2 separate regions of the Oryctolagus cuniculus genome follow, and region 1 is linked to region 2. The links are chromatin contacts, called in public Hi-C maps. All regions are on one chromosome and are shown on one strand. Each heading gives the region's core, a stretch centred on a gene start, on an enhancer-like site or on the middle of the called end of the contact. The rest is flanking DNA. Distances are from core to core; before and after follow the strand shown. Region 1 has its middle 7.8 kb from the start of RDH11. Region 2 has its middle 20 kb from the start of PLEK2.

The links. Hi-C and Micro-C count contacts between places; a contact is called where the count stands out from the background.
Region 1: a Hi-C map of an unstated tissue shows a contact between it and region 2, with 4 times the contacts expected there. The contact joins two enhancer-like sites. A contact is called at or near these places in 2 of 6 Hi-C or Micro-C datasets (ear pinna and an unstated tissue).

The regions. Positions count from the first base shown.
Region 1 is chr20:13,591,225-13,597,840 of mOryCun1.1, forward strand. No RefSeq gene overlaps it. Among named protein-coding and RNA genes, the nearest start is that of RDH11, 7.8 kb to the left of the region's middle. Within about 2 kb of position 1,652, at least 1 of the 8 cell types and tissues checked has an H3K27ac peak or open chromatin away from gene starts, as enhancers often do.
Region 2 is chr20:13,283,433-13,290,981 of mOryCun1.1, forward strand. No RefSeq gene overlaps it. Among named protein-coding and RNA genes, the nearest start is that of PLEK2, 20 kb to the left of the region's middle. Within about 2 kb of position 1,414, at least 2 of the 8 cell types and tissues checked have an H3K27ac peak or open chromatin away from gene starts, as enhancers often do.

The sequences.
Region 1 (6,616 bases), core at 402-2,901, 310 kb after region 2:
AGGGGCCATTGGAGGGTGAACCAACGGCAAAGGAAGACCTTTCTCTCTGTCTCTCTCTCTCTCACTGTCCACTCTGCCTGTCAAAAAAAAAAAAAAAAATAGAAGAAGGAGGACCTGAAAATGGACTGCGAAAAAGGGGCCATAGGGGGTCGGGATGAACCTGACTCTGTTCACCTCAGGAGAGAGACCTCACAGTAATCTGAATAGGGAAGATTTAATATAAAGAACTACTAATTAACACGGGGTGTTGTCCTCATGAGGGGCCGCTCACACAGGAATTGCTAAACTTCTTCTGTAAAGAATAATAAGTATCTTTGGCTTTGGGGGTCATATGTTTCTGTTACAATGACTCAGCTCTGCGCTCATAGCATGGAAGCCTCCAGAGGTGAAATATAAGCAAATGAGTGTGGTTGGGTTCCAATAAAACTTTATTTAGGAAAACAGGCAGAGGGCAGGATCTGGCCCGTGGGCCACGGTTTATCAACCTGTGGGCTAGGAAAGAGAAAAGAGAACGCTAAAGAAGATAAAGGAGCAGACAGAGGTGGAGTGCTTGGGGTATGATTAACATGCCTCTCGAGACGCCTGATCCTATATCAGAGTGCCTGGGTTCAAGTCCTGGCTGTTCCAGCTTCCTGTTTATGCACATCCTGGGAGGTAGCAGTGACAGTTCAAGTACCTGGCTCCCTGTACCCATGTGGGAGACCCAGATGGGGTTCCTCACTTCCAGATTTGGCCTAGCCCAACCTGGGTTGTTGTTGTGGCCATTTGGGGAATGAACTAGGAGATGGAAGATCTCTCTCTCTCTCTCTCTCTCTCTCTCTCTCTCTCTGCTTTTCAAATAAAAACAAATAAGGAAAGATGACAGCAACAGGTTTTTAAAAAGAACAACCAGCTGGCGCCGCAGCTCACTAGGCTAATCCTCCGCCTTGCGGCGCTGGCACACCAGGTTCTAGTCCCGGTCGGGGCGCCGGATTCTGTCCCGGTTGCCCCTCTTCCAGGCCAGCTCTCTGCTGTGGCCAGGGAGTGCAGTGGAGGATGGCCCAAGTGCTTGGGCCCTGCACCCCATGGGAGACCAGGAGAAGCACCTGGCTCCTGCCATCGGATCAGCGCGGCGCACCAGCCAAGGCGGCCATTGGAAGGTGAACCAACGGCAAAGGAAGACCTTTCTCTCTGTCTCTCTCTCTCTCACTATCCACTCTGCCTGTAAAAAAAAACAAACAAACAAAAGAACAACACAATAGCCTATTAATAGAATAGAATAGAATAGAACAGAACAGAATAGAATTATATATGTATATGTGTGTATATATATATATATGAACCTCCATCTGGAACTTGGCAGAGCTCCCAAGGAAGACTCCTTGCACGTCTTGCTGAGGCCAGCTCTTGCTGGAGAGGGCACAAGGATGAGGCCCTCAGCGTCAGTTGTGCAGTAGTTGTGACCTGCCTCGGTGGAACTTGCTGGAAACCCATGGTTAGGGTGGCAGAGGAGGCTGCTACAGGGAGAGGCCGTCTCACTAGAGACCCTGCCATTGAAAATCAGTATCGGGGAAGCTGCTCGCGAACGGAGCCAGGCATTGGAGAAGCTCTGTGCACTGCAGGAACCTAGTGGTGGGGAAGCCCAGCTTGCAGCGGAAGCTGAGGATCCGCGGTAGCCTGCTCCGCTGGTGAGCAGAATCCGGAATAGAACCGAATAGAGCAGACTCTCCTGTCGTGTCTCTCCAGCGCCATCTATTGACAAAGTTTAGCATTGCGCCAGGTGTCCATCTACGGACAAGAAAGACGACTTGGAATTGAGAGGCACATTAGGCAAACTGGAGAATGTGGTGCAATACAGTGCATTTAAAAACTATCTCAAGAAAGTAGGTACTTACAATGCAAAAATAAGAGCCTGCAGAGGAGAATATCAATAAGCTAGAGTGTAAAATTAGTAAGTTCTGCTCTTCAGAATGTAGTGGAAAGAAACCGGACTAGTAGAAAATATTTGAAAATCATGTATCTGAGAAGAGCTTGTACTCAAAATATATGTTAAAAACTCTCCAAACTTGGGGTTAAGAAAATAAATAATCTGGTTTTATTTTTTAAAAATATTTATTTATTTATTTGAAAGAGTTACACAGAGAGAAGAGAGGTAGAGACAGAGGTTTTCCATCCGATGGTTCACTCCCCAGATGGTCACAATGGCTGGAGCTGCACGGATCCGAAGCCAGGAGCCAGGAGCTTCTTCCGGGTCTCCCATATGGGTGCAGGGGCCCATGGCCTTGGGCCATCTTCTGCTGCTTTCCCAGGCACATTAGCGGGAAGCTGGATTGGAAGTAGAGCAGCTGGAACTCAAACAGGTGCCCACGTGGAATGCTGACACACTGCAGGTAGTGACTTAGCCCACTACGCCACAGTGCCAGCCCCAGTCATCACTGAGATTTAAACAACCCAATTTTTTAATTGGTCAAGTGATTTGAACGGATGTCTTGCGCATGCTAGATGGATGATGAATAGGTATATGAAAACAATTATGATCAATACCATCAGTCATTAGAAAAATTCAAATTAAAACCACAGGAAGATATCCCTGCACACCCACAAGAACTGCCAAAATGAAAAAGACTGACCACATCATGTATTGATTGACAAGAATGGCAAGGTTGGGCAACATTTTTTCTGCCAAGGGCCATTTGGATGTTTATAATGTAATTTGCAGGCCAAACAAAACCATCAACTTAACAATTAGCTTGCTGGCATTGTGGTGTAGCAAGGTTAAACCACCACCTGCAATGCCTGCATCCCCTGTGGGCACTGGTTCATATCCTGTCTGCTCCAATTCTAATCCAGCTCTCAGCAAATGGCCTGGGAAAAACAGCAGAAGATGGCCCAAGTGCCTGGGCTCCTGCTACCCACATGGGAGACCTGGCTGAAGCTCCTTGCGAGCCATCAGGGGAATGATCCCATGGATAGAAGATCTCTCTCTCTCTCTCTCTAACTCTGACTCTCAAATAAATCTTTTATTTTTATTTTATTTTATTTTTTGACAGGCAGAGTGGACAGTGAGAGAGACAGAGAGAAAGGTCTTCCTTTGCAGTTGGTTCACCCCCCAATGGCCGCTGCGGCAGGCGCACTGCACTGATCCAAAGTCAGGAATCAGGTGCTTCTCCTGGTCTCCCATGGGGTGCAGGGCCCAAGCACTTGGGCCATCCTCCACTGCACTCCCGGGCCACAGCAGAGAGCTGGGCTGGAAGAGGGGCAACTGGGACAGAATCCGGTGCCCCGATCGGGACTAGAACCTGGTGTGCCGGCGCTGCAGGCGGAGGATTAGCTTATTGAGCCGCGGGGCCGGCCTCAAATAAATCTTTCAAAAATTAGCCTGCTATAGATGTATTGGGTTTCAAGTCTCATCTACGGTTGCCTTGGCAGGATCAGACCAAATGATTTCGCTGGCCTTATTCAGCCCCTGGACTGGATGTTCCCCGCCCAGGTGTAGAGCAACTGGAACTGCCAGCACTGCTTCTAAGTGAGTAGAATGGTACAACCAGTGTGGAAAGCAGTCTAGCAATTTCTTGAAAAGTTAAGCCTAAATTAAATATACACCTATAATATGATTCCAGGTATTTTCCCGGTTGCCTCTCTTCCAGGCCAGCTCTCTGCTGTGACCAGGGAGTGCAGTGGAGGATGGCCCAAGTGCTTGGGCCCTGCACCCCATGGGAGACCAGGAGAAGCACCTGGCTCCTGCCATCGGATCAGTGCGGTGCGCCGGCCATGGCGGCCATTGGGGGGTGAACCAACGGCAAAAGGAAGACCTTTCTCTCTGTCTCTCTCACTCTCTCACTGTCCACTCTGCCTGTCAAAAAAAAAAAAAAAAAAAAAAAAAAAAAAAAAAAACCAACCAACCAACCAAACAAACAAACAAAAAAACAACCCTAATGCCGGTGCCGTGGCTCAATAGGTTAATCCTCCACCTGTGGTGCCAGCACCGCCGGTTCTAGTCCTGGTCGGGGCACCGGATTCTGTCCCAGTTGCTCCTCTTCTAGTCCAGCTCTCTGCTCTGGCCCAAGAGTGCAGTAGAGGATGGCCCAAGTGCTTGGGCCCTGCACCCGCATGGGAGACCAGGAGAAGCACCTGGCTCCTGCCTTCGGATCAGCGCGATGCGCCGGCCGCAGCACACCGGCCGCGGCAACCATTGGGGGGTGAACCAACGGCAAAGGAAGACCTTTCTCTCTGTCCCTCTCTCTCTCACTGTCCACTCTGCTTGTCAAACAAACAAACAAACAAACAAAAAACCCTAATGTCCATCACCAGCAAATAAACAAATCATGATATATACATACAATTAAATGCTACTTAGCAGTTGTGGGGTTAGCATTTGGCCTAGCAGTTACGATAACTGCATACCATGTCAGAGTTCCTCTTGTGTGAGTCCTGGCTCCAACTCCAGTTCTGGCTTCCTGCTGATACACATCCTGGGAGACAGTGGTGATAGCTCGAGTGGCTGCGTCCCTGCATCCATGTAGGAGGCCTGGACTGGGTTTCCAGCTCCTAGCTCTGGCCATTGCAGGTATTTGGGGAAGTGAGCCAGTAGATCGAACGGCAGCTCTTTGTCTGCTGTCTGTCTGTCTCTCCCTGTCTCTATGCCTCTCAAATAAAAATGCAAACAACAACAAAATCCTTTTAAAAAAAACGAGTAGATGTTTTAAAAAGTTTTATTTGAAAGGCAGAGAAATAGAAGGAACTAGATATCTTCCACCCAACTGTTTCACTCCCTGAATGCCTACAACAGGCAGGGCTGTGCCAGGCTAAACCAGGGAACTCCATCCAAGTCTCCCACGTGGCTGGCAGGAACCCATGTCTTGAGCCATCAGCAGCTGCCTTCCAAGATGTACATAAGCTAACAGGAAGCCAGAGTCAGGAGCAGCCCTGAGCCTCCAACCCAGGCATGCGTCTCAAGCAACACCCTTACAGGAAGGGGGTGTCTGTAAATACGTAACAGCCTGAATGAATTCCCAGTCACCACCGTTATGCTGAGTGCAAGCAGACAGACAAAAGGGAGCACATACTGTATGATTCCATTTAAATACACTTTTAAAAGTGCAAATTGTAGGGTGTAGATTGTGGTGACAGAAAGCAGATCAGAATCTTCTCCAGGACAGAAGTGAAGAGAGTTGAGATGGTGGGGATTACCAAGGAGAATGAGGAAACTCCTGGAAGTAATGACTTTGTTTATTGTCTTGCCTGTGGTGATATTTTCATTAGTGTATATAAATGTCAAAGCTTATACCATTGTGCTCTTTAAACGTGAAAAATATTACACATCAATTCTATACTTCAATAAAGCTCTTAAACATCTAATATTAATTGTTGTCATGAAAAAATAAATTTGCAAAACTGGTGAAGGTAGGGCAGGCTGGCAGCCAGCACAGGGGTTAGGGTACTGATTGGAATGCCCACAGTCCATATCCAAGTGCCTGGCTTCCAGTCCCAGCTCTGATTCCAATTCCGGCTTCCTGCGGATGCACACTCTGGGAGGCAGCAGGTAATGGTTCCTGCCACCGACATGGGAGACCTGGATCGATTATTGGGCTCCTGGCTTTAGCTTGGCCTAGCCTCAGCTGTTGCAGGTATCTGGGGAGGGAACCAGTGGATGACAGATCTCTTGGTCTCTCTCTCTCTCTCTCTTTCTCTCTCTCTGCCTTTCAAATAAAATGGAAAATAACCCACAGCAACTTAGTGAATACAAAAAATATAATCATTCAAAAAAGAAAAGGAAGTGATGGTAAGAGGGGCTTAAAGTGGTTCTGAGTGCCCCTGCGGCTAAGGTAGTGCCGTGTTGGATTCTCATCCCAAGAGCAGGGTGTGTGGTCCCAGTGTGGGATGCTGGCTCCAGACGCCGACAGACTGGGGGGCAGGGATGAGGGCAGGACTTAGAGGAGAATGTTCCTGGACCTGGGGCTCCAGTGAGCTTCTGGCTTGTTCATGAAGGCAATAAAGTCACCTGTTGCTGCAGGTCTTGGATGAGAAGACTGAGCTGGGCACCAGAACCTGCAGTCAAAGAACGTGAGAGGGAAGTGAACACAGGAGCTGGGCAGGGGAGCGCTGGCCGCAGGACTTGGGCCTCCAAGGAGCGGGGTGGGGTGGACTCTTGCACTGGGGTTGAAGATGCTGCCTAGAAGACCTGCATCTGGGAGACAGCAGCAGGTGACGGCTCAGGAACTGGGGTCCCTGCCACTTACCTGGGAAACGTGGATGGAATTTCTGTCTCCTGGCTTCAGGTGCCCAGCTCTGGCCACCTAGGAAATTTGGGGACTGAATTAACAGATGGATGATCTTTCTCTCTCTTTTTAAATTTTATTTATTTATTTATTTGAAAGTCAGAGTTATACACAGAGAGAAAGAGAGGCAGAGAGAGAGAGAGAGAGAGAGAGAGAGGGCATTCATCTGCTGGTTCACTGTCCACTTGGCTGCAACGGCCAAAGTTGCACCTATCTGAAGCCAGGAGCCAGGAGCCTCCTCTGGGTCTCCCATGTGGGTGCAGGGGCCCAAGCACTTGGGTCATCTGTGCTGCTTTCCCAGGCCATAGCAGAGAGCTGGATCAGAAGTAGAGCAGCCGGGACTTGAACCAACACCCATA
Region 2 (7,549 bases), core at 164-2,663:
TCTCTGTCTCTCTCTCTCACTGTCCACTCTGCCTGTCAAAAAAAAAAAAAAAAAAAAAAAGACACTGTGTGGGATGTCCACGTGCCCCACGGTGGAGTGCCGGGGTCTGAGTCCCAGCCTCACTTAGCTTCCTGCTAGGAGGCAGCAGATGCTGGCTCAAGTAGTTGGGTCTCTGCCACTCACATGGGAGACCTGGACTGGGTTCTGAGCGCCCAGTTTTGGTCTGGCCCAGGTCTTGCTGCTGTGGGTATTCGGAAAATGAACCAGCATCTCTGTCTCTCTTTCAAATAAATAAATAAACACTATGCATATACTATATATAATGTAAACACATACATACACTACATATAATATATAACACATACACACACTATATATAATGTAAGCATATTTTAGTACAAAAATTTGAAATCTATGCATAGTTTTTTCACACAACACATTTTCCATGAGCTTTTTGGCCACCCCTCCTACTCACGGACATTTATTCTTCACTACCCACTGGGGGGAGCTATTGTTATTATTCCTGTTCCAAAAAATGAGGCCTCTGAGATGTACAGAGGTGAAGTACTTTGAGCAAGGTCACACGGCAGTACAGATCCTCAGCCTGTACACCCACCACCTCTTTTTGTTTCTTTAATTAAGTAATTTATTTCAAAAGCAGAGTTACAGAGAGAGAAAGAGAGACAAGCGAGAGAAAGAGATTTTTCATCCTCTTGTTCACCCCCAAAATGGCCAGGAGTCAGGAACTCCATCAGAGTCTCCCACATGGGTGGCTGGGGCCCAAGCACTTGGGCCATCTTCTACTGCTTTCCCAGGCCTGTTAGCAGGGAGCTGGATTGGAAGCAGAGTAGCTGGGACTTGAACTGGTGCTTGTATGGGATGCCGAAGTCACAGGTGGCAGCTTAACCCGCTGCACCGCGGGGTCGGCCCCACCATCTCTTCAAGGAGATGAGCCGGCTGTCCTGCCTCTCCTCCGACCTTGTGTTTGAGGGCTGTCCCTTGTTCTGTTAGTACGAGCGTTATTTCGGAAAACTCAAGGAAAACAGAACAAAAAGTTAAGTTTATTTTGGTGCAAAAATTTTTTCTTTGAATTAGTTAACAGCAGGAGAGTCTGCTAGGGAGAGAGAGAAAGAGAGAGGGAGAGGCATGGGCTTTGCTGTTGAGGAGCTGGGTGGGCTTTGACAGCCTCTCTTCCCAGGCCCCGTAGGCAGCAAGTCACCTCAGCTGATGATCCTAGTGTTGGCAAGTAGAAGCGCCTGAGCAGAGCCCAGAGCGATGAAACAACTTGTTCAGGTTCATCAAGTTCAGCGGGTCTGAGGCCATGACTAAACCCGGATCATTCTGTCAACAATAACAACAATGGAAGCAACTTTTATTGCGAGCTTACTCACTGCCAGTACCAGCATCGAGCCCTTCCTGGTGTCTTGTCTCGTTCAGTGATTCTAACAGCCCGGTCACCTGGCTCTGTGGCTATCCTCATTTTAGCAGTGAACAAACTGAGACTCCTGGAGGTTAAGCAGCTTACTCAAGATCCCTCAGCTCGCAACCTGTGGAGCTGGCATTGAACCAGGTTTGTCTTTGATACCCATCAAAGCTGAGGCTCTTAAGGATGAAGGTGTGAAATCCACGTCTGTGAGGGGCCTTCAAAACGTTTGTGGGAAATGTGTATTATGAAAAAGACTGGGCTTGAGTTTCAGAAATTTTGCACCAAAAGAAGCTTCTCTAGGGTGGGTGTTGTGCAGTGAGGGAAGCGACCCCTTGGGATCCCCGCATCGCTGGCTGCTCTGCCTCTAATCCAGCCCTCTACTGGTGCACCTAGGAAGCACGGCCCAAGTCCTTGAGCACCTGACACCCACATGGAAGATCCCGATGGAATTCCAGATTTCTAGCTTTGCCTGGCTCAGCCCCAGTCACTGAGGGCTGAGTGAACTAGGGTATGGAAGACATACAGTCTCTCTCCCTCTCTCTCTCTCTCTCTCCCCTCTCTCTCTCTTTCTCTCTCTCTTTCTCTGTCTTCCCCCCACCTCTTTCTGTCACTCTGCCTTTCAAATAAGTGAATAAATAAGTAATCTTTTTTAAAAATTACATTTTAAATTTAAAAAAGTATTTATTCCTTTTCACTTTATTTGAAAAGCTGAGAGACAGAGAGAGATCTCAACATCCAAGGCTGGGCTAGACAAAAGCCAGGAGCCCAGAACCCAGTGTGAGCCTCGCTTGTGGTCACCAAGCCCCTGCTACCTTGTGTACGCATTAGTGGGAGACTGAATTTGAAGCGGCAGGGCCTGGACTCACACCCAGGCACGCTGAGATGGGACGTGGGTGTCCCAAGCAGCATATTAACCACCACACCTAATGCGCGCCCACTCCGTGAACTTTTGTAGAAGTGAGTCACAAGCACTCTTGAAAAACTCTTGTAAGAAGAGATCCTGGTTGTAGCTTGGTGGGAGCTGAGACACACAATGGCACGTGAAGACAGGCCTCAGTCACACAGTGCAGCCCCCTCCTACACGGGACAAAAGCGTACACCTTGGATGACACAGACCCAGGGTCCCCTGGGATGAAACAGGAACCCTGTACACAGTCTGAGTTTGTCCAGACAGAGCAGGGGCTAGGGAAGTGTAGGTTACAGGAAACAGCATCCAGGCTCAGGGAAGACAAAGAGACTTGGTGTGAAAGAGGGAGCCTCCTGGCCCGGTGGGCGGATGTTACATTCGTGGTGGGTACCTACGGGTCAGGAAGGACGGAGTGAAAGGCTGGGCATCGTGTGCTGGACCCACACCTGGCTCCCCGGAGTGCCCACGGGCTCTCAGGGAGGGGCTCTATGACAGAACTGAGTGAGGATTCCCCTAAGGGCGCCAAGTGGCTTTGCTGGAAGTCCCCCTCTCCCCAAAAAAGGAAGGAGGCAGGTTGGCTGGGAGGACTGTGGTGTAGAAGGTTTAGCCTCGGTCTACAGTGACGGCATCCCATATGGGCGCTGGTTCATGTCTGGACTGCTCCTCTGCCAATCCAGCTCCCTGCTAATGGCCTGGGAAAGCAGCAAAAGATGGCCCAAATCCTTGGGTTCCTGCACCCACATGGGAGACCCAGAAGAGGCTCCTAACCCCTAGCTTCCATCTCTCTCTCTCTCTCTCTCTCTCTCTAACTCTGCCTCTCAAATAAATAATTAAATAAATATTTTAAAAAAAGGAAGGGCTCGCCTTTTTCTCCTGGCAGAGAGGTAACTGAGCAGAGTCTTATGGACCAGGGTGGACAGTCCAGAGGGGTCGAGACCCAGAGGAGGTGAAGGTGGTGACAGAACTTGAAGAGCAGAATCTTGGCAGTGAACGTGGGAGGCTGAAGCAGGGAACTACAGAATTCAATCCTGGTGTCCCACATGGGTGGCAGGAGCCCAGGTCCTTGAGCTGTCACCGCTGCCTCCCAGGGTCTGCCTTAGCAGGGAGCTGAAGTCAGGAGATGGAGGTGGGCTTCAAACCCAGGGACCCTGGTGTGGGACAAAGTGTCTTAGCTAGGTCAAGTGCTCGCCCAACGTATTGTTTCAGCAGGAGAGTACTTCAAAAAGCTCGTGTGTATGGAGTCTTCAAAAAGCTCATGGAAAACTTGTGTTATAAAAAAAACCACGTGTGGATTTAAAAAAAAAAATTTTTTTTTGGTGCCAAGATAAGCTTATCTTGTAATTCCATTTTCTACAAACTTTTTGAAGTCGCCTTGGATGTGGAACTAACACATGGGACAATGAGGAATATTCTGTGGGAAGTGTGTGTCCCTCCTACCCTTTCACCCTGTTCTTCCTGCTCACAGGAAACCACTATTGATTGTAACATCTGCTCAGTGTTTTACAGTTGAAACATTTCCCCATAATCATGTCATCAGGTCCCAGCAACAGCTCCCTAAGATGTGTTGCGCATAAATGACTCGTGTGCCCATTTACAGAGGGGAGCCCAGCTCCAGGAGGTTACAGGATCTGCCCCGAGTTAGGCTGCACAAGGGTCAGAGCCCAGTGGTCACAGCCCAGCTTCTAAAGGCTTTGAATCCCGCGTCCCTGCCTGCCTTGGAGAAAGAAAAGAGCCCTGGGTGCTTAGAACCTGCAATGTGCCATAAATAGTTCGCCTTCTACAAAGAGACTTGCGGTCGGCCAGGAAACAGGAAAAATCTCATCACATCTTGAGTGTTTACATTCCGGAGTGAGCTGTTCACTCTCTGCCGGGGGCAGGCTCCCGAGGACACCTCTCCTCTGGGTTTTAGATAATCCTACAGTTAAAAACCACAGCGGGGAGCTTTCCGGCCAGACCGGGGCTCCCAGGTGGACTGGATATTTAAAGCCAGCTTGACAAATCACCACCAATTTGGTGACTTCAATCTCCAGACGTTTATTCTTGCAGTTCAGGAGCCAGAAGTCTGAAATCAAGGTGTCAGCACAGTGTTTCCTTCTGCAGGCTATGATGCAGACTCTCCGGGCCTCTTGGCCACAAGGAGGCTGCTGACGGCCCTTGGCGTTCCTGGGTTTCCAGGTGCATCACCGGGTTCCTGCCCGACCATCACGTAGTTCTCCAGCTCTGTGTCTGATGACTCTCTGGCTCTATTTTTTAAAAAGACTTTATTGGGGCTGGCATTGTGGTGTAGCTGGTAAAGCTGCTGCCTGCAACACCAGCATCCATATGGGCTCCGGTTCATGTCCCAGCTGCTCCCTTTCTCATCCAGCTCCCCAGTAGTGGCCTGGGAAAAGCAGCAGAAGACGGCCCAAGGGTTTGGGGCCCAGCAACCCATCTGGGAGACCTGGATGAAGCCCGTGCCTCCTAGCTTTGGCCCGGCTCAGAGCTGGCCATTGTGGCCATCTGGGGAGTAAACCAGCAGATGGAAGATTCTCTCTCTCTCTCTCTCTGAGTCTCTCCCTTTCTCTTACTTATTTATTTTTTTAATATTTATTTATTTTATTTGAAAGTCAGAGTTACACAGAGAGAGGAGAGGCAGAGAGAGAGAGAGAGGTCTTCCATTCTCTGATTCACTCCCCAGATGGCCGGAACAGCCAGAGCTGCTCTTTGCCTGTCTGAAGCCAGGAGCCAGCAGCTTCCTCTGGGTCTCCCACGCAGCTGCAGGGGCCCAAGGACTTGGACCATCTTCTACTGCTTTCCCAGGCCATAGCAGAGAGCCAGGTCTTGAACCGGCACTCATACAGGATGCCGGTGCTTCAGGCCAGGGCGTTAACCCGCTGCACCACAGTGCTGGCCCCTCTCTTATTTATTTAAAAGCGGAGTGGCAGAGTGCTGGTTTTCTTCCCCAGCTGGTTCCCCAAATTCCCATAACTGCTAGGGCCGGGCCAGGACAAAGCCAGGAGCCAGGAACTCCATGTGGGTCTCCCACATGGGTGGCATGAACGCAGGTACTTGGGCCATCATCTGCTACTTCCTTGATGCATTAGCAAAAAGCAGGATTGCAAGACTGGGGCTGATACATGATAGAATTTAGCAAATATATCATAAAATTCATCTGGAGAGAGAGTGGACAAGGCATCAACAAATTTTGACAAGGAAAGAGAAACTAGGTGGTCAATTTAAAGTGATTGGTCATCATTGGGGTAAGGACAAGATGGGTCAAGGGACTGGAATAGACTACAGAAAAGTGATTTAAGGGCTTGATAGAAGATGAGTGAACAGCAACGCAATGAGGAACTGTCATCTAAATGTAGGATGTCAGCATGGATTAGAATTACTTTATTTATTTATTTATTCACACCATGCACCTCAGTACATTTCCAGTGGATCACAAAAAGCCAGAGAAAGAAATGGAAAAGCAAATGTGCTTCAGCTGTGATGAGCAGAAAGCATTCTGACTATTGATGAAATAGATACCAGAGACAGGATGGAGGGATCCAAATGTGTTTTTAAAAGCCTTTGTGCCACAGAATGTAATAAAGCAAACACAAAAAATGAAAACCACGAAGCAAAGAGAGTGAGAAAAGAAAAACCCAAGAAGGAAGAAATGTATGTGACAGATCAAGCTTTCTGTACAAAATAGCTAAAGAACAGATCCAAGTATAAAAGACCAGTCTCCTGCTCCCTTTAATAAGTAGTCAAAGGAAACACGCAGCTTGCACACCAATCTTTACATAGAAAGATGAACAGTACCACTGTAAATCTTGAACTTGCAGTTTAAACAGCTTTTATGTTGTTGTAAAAATCAACTGAGATGGTAAAACCTAACATGTGATTGTTCAGATTCCCTGGATACTGATTTGGTGAAATGTACAAAACAGTTCCTGTCCTTTGATTCCTTTTTTTGTTTTGTTTTGTTTTGTTTTGTTTTGTTTTGTTTTTTGACAGGCAGAGTTAGTGAGAGAGGGACAGAGAGAAAGGTCTTCCTTCCGTTGGTTCACCCCCCAAATGGCTGCCGATCCTAAGCCAGGAGCCAGGTGCTTCCTCCTGGTCTCCCATGGGGTGCAGGGCCCAAGCACTTGGGCCATCCTCCACTGCCTTCCCGGGCCACAGGAGAGAGCTGGCCTGGAAGAGGAGCAACCGGGACAGAATCCGGCGCCCCGACCAGGACTAGAACCTGGGATGCCAGCGCCGCAGGTAGAGGGTTAGCCAAGGGAGCCGCAGCACCGGCCTCATCCTTTGATTCCATAATCACACTTCTAGGGAAGTGGCTAGAGAAAACAGGGACAGGGAAGGTATCTGTCGTGTGGGTAAGCCACTGCTTAAGATGCTGCCAGTCCGTATTGGTGTGCCTGGGTTCCGGCCGGGTCTGTTTCTGCTCACGCAGATCCTGGGAGACAGCAGGTGGTGGCTACGCTGTGCGGGAGTCCCAGACTGGATTCCTAGAGCTGTGGGATAGGCAGGCAGCTGGGTAGGCTTGCTGAGCCGGAAGTGGCAAGCTCCCATGTCATTCTATCCTACTTGTCAATCAAAACACCCCTTTCCTGGGATGCGTCCGTGTCATCTGGGACCTAAGGGGGGAATGCCGCAAAAATATGGAAGTTGTGTTCCACGTGGGACTTGTGGAGGTGCCACGTCAGGTGGCCTCTTGTCTGGAGGGGCACCGTCCCTGACCTCATAGAGGAGGTCAGCAGCTGGGAGGGGCTCTCTCTCTTCTACTGCAGACCACGGCTGGAGGTGATGCACTCTTTCTCCCTCTCCCCCACCCCTCCTCCTCCGGCAGTCTTCTGGCCCACTGCCCACTCATTTCTCTGTGTGGGGCGATCCACACATGATCACGTGTGTGTGTTCATTTTCTCACCTTTTGAATAAAGTCGTTATCACTGTGTGCACTTTATATGTGCACTTAGCATGCTTTTCTGGGTACAAGACAAGAGTCTGGAGTGAAGTTAATAGACCCGATGCCCGCATGACTAGTTTCTGGCTTTGGCCTGGCCCAGTCCCAGCTGTTGCAGCATTTGGAGACTGAACCAGCAGATGAGAGAGTGCTGTCTCTCTTTTAAATAAACAAATAATTTAAAATTTTATTTTATTTGAAAGGCAGAGTTAGAAAGAGAGAGAGAGAAATCTTCCATTGGCTGGTTCACTCTCCTAAATGGCCGCAACAACCAGACCTGGGC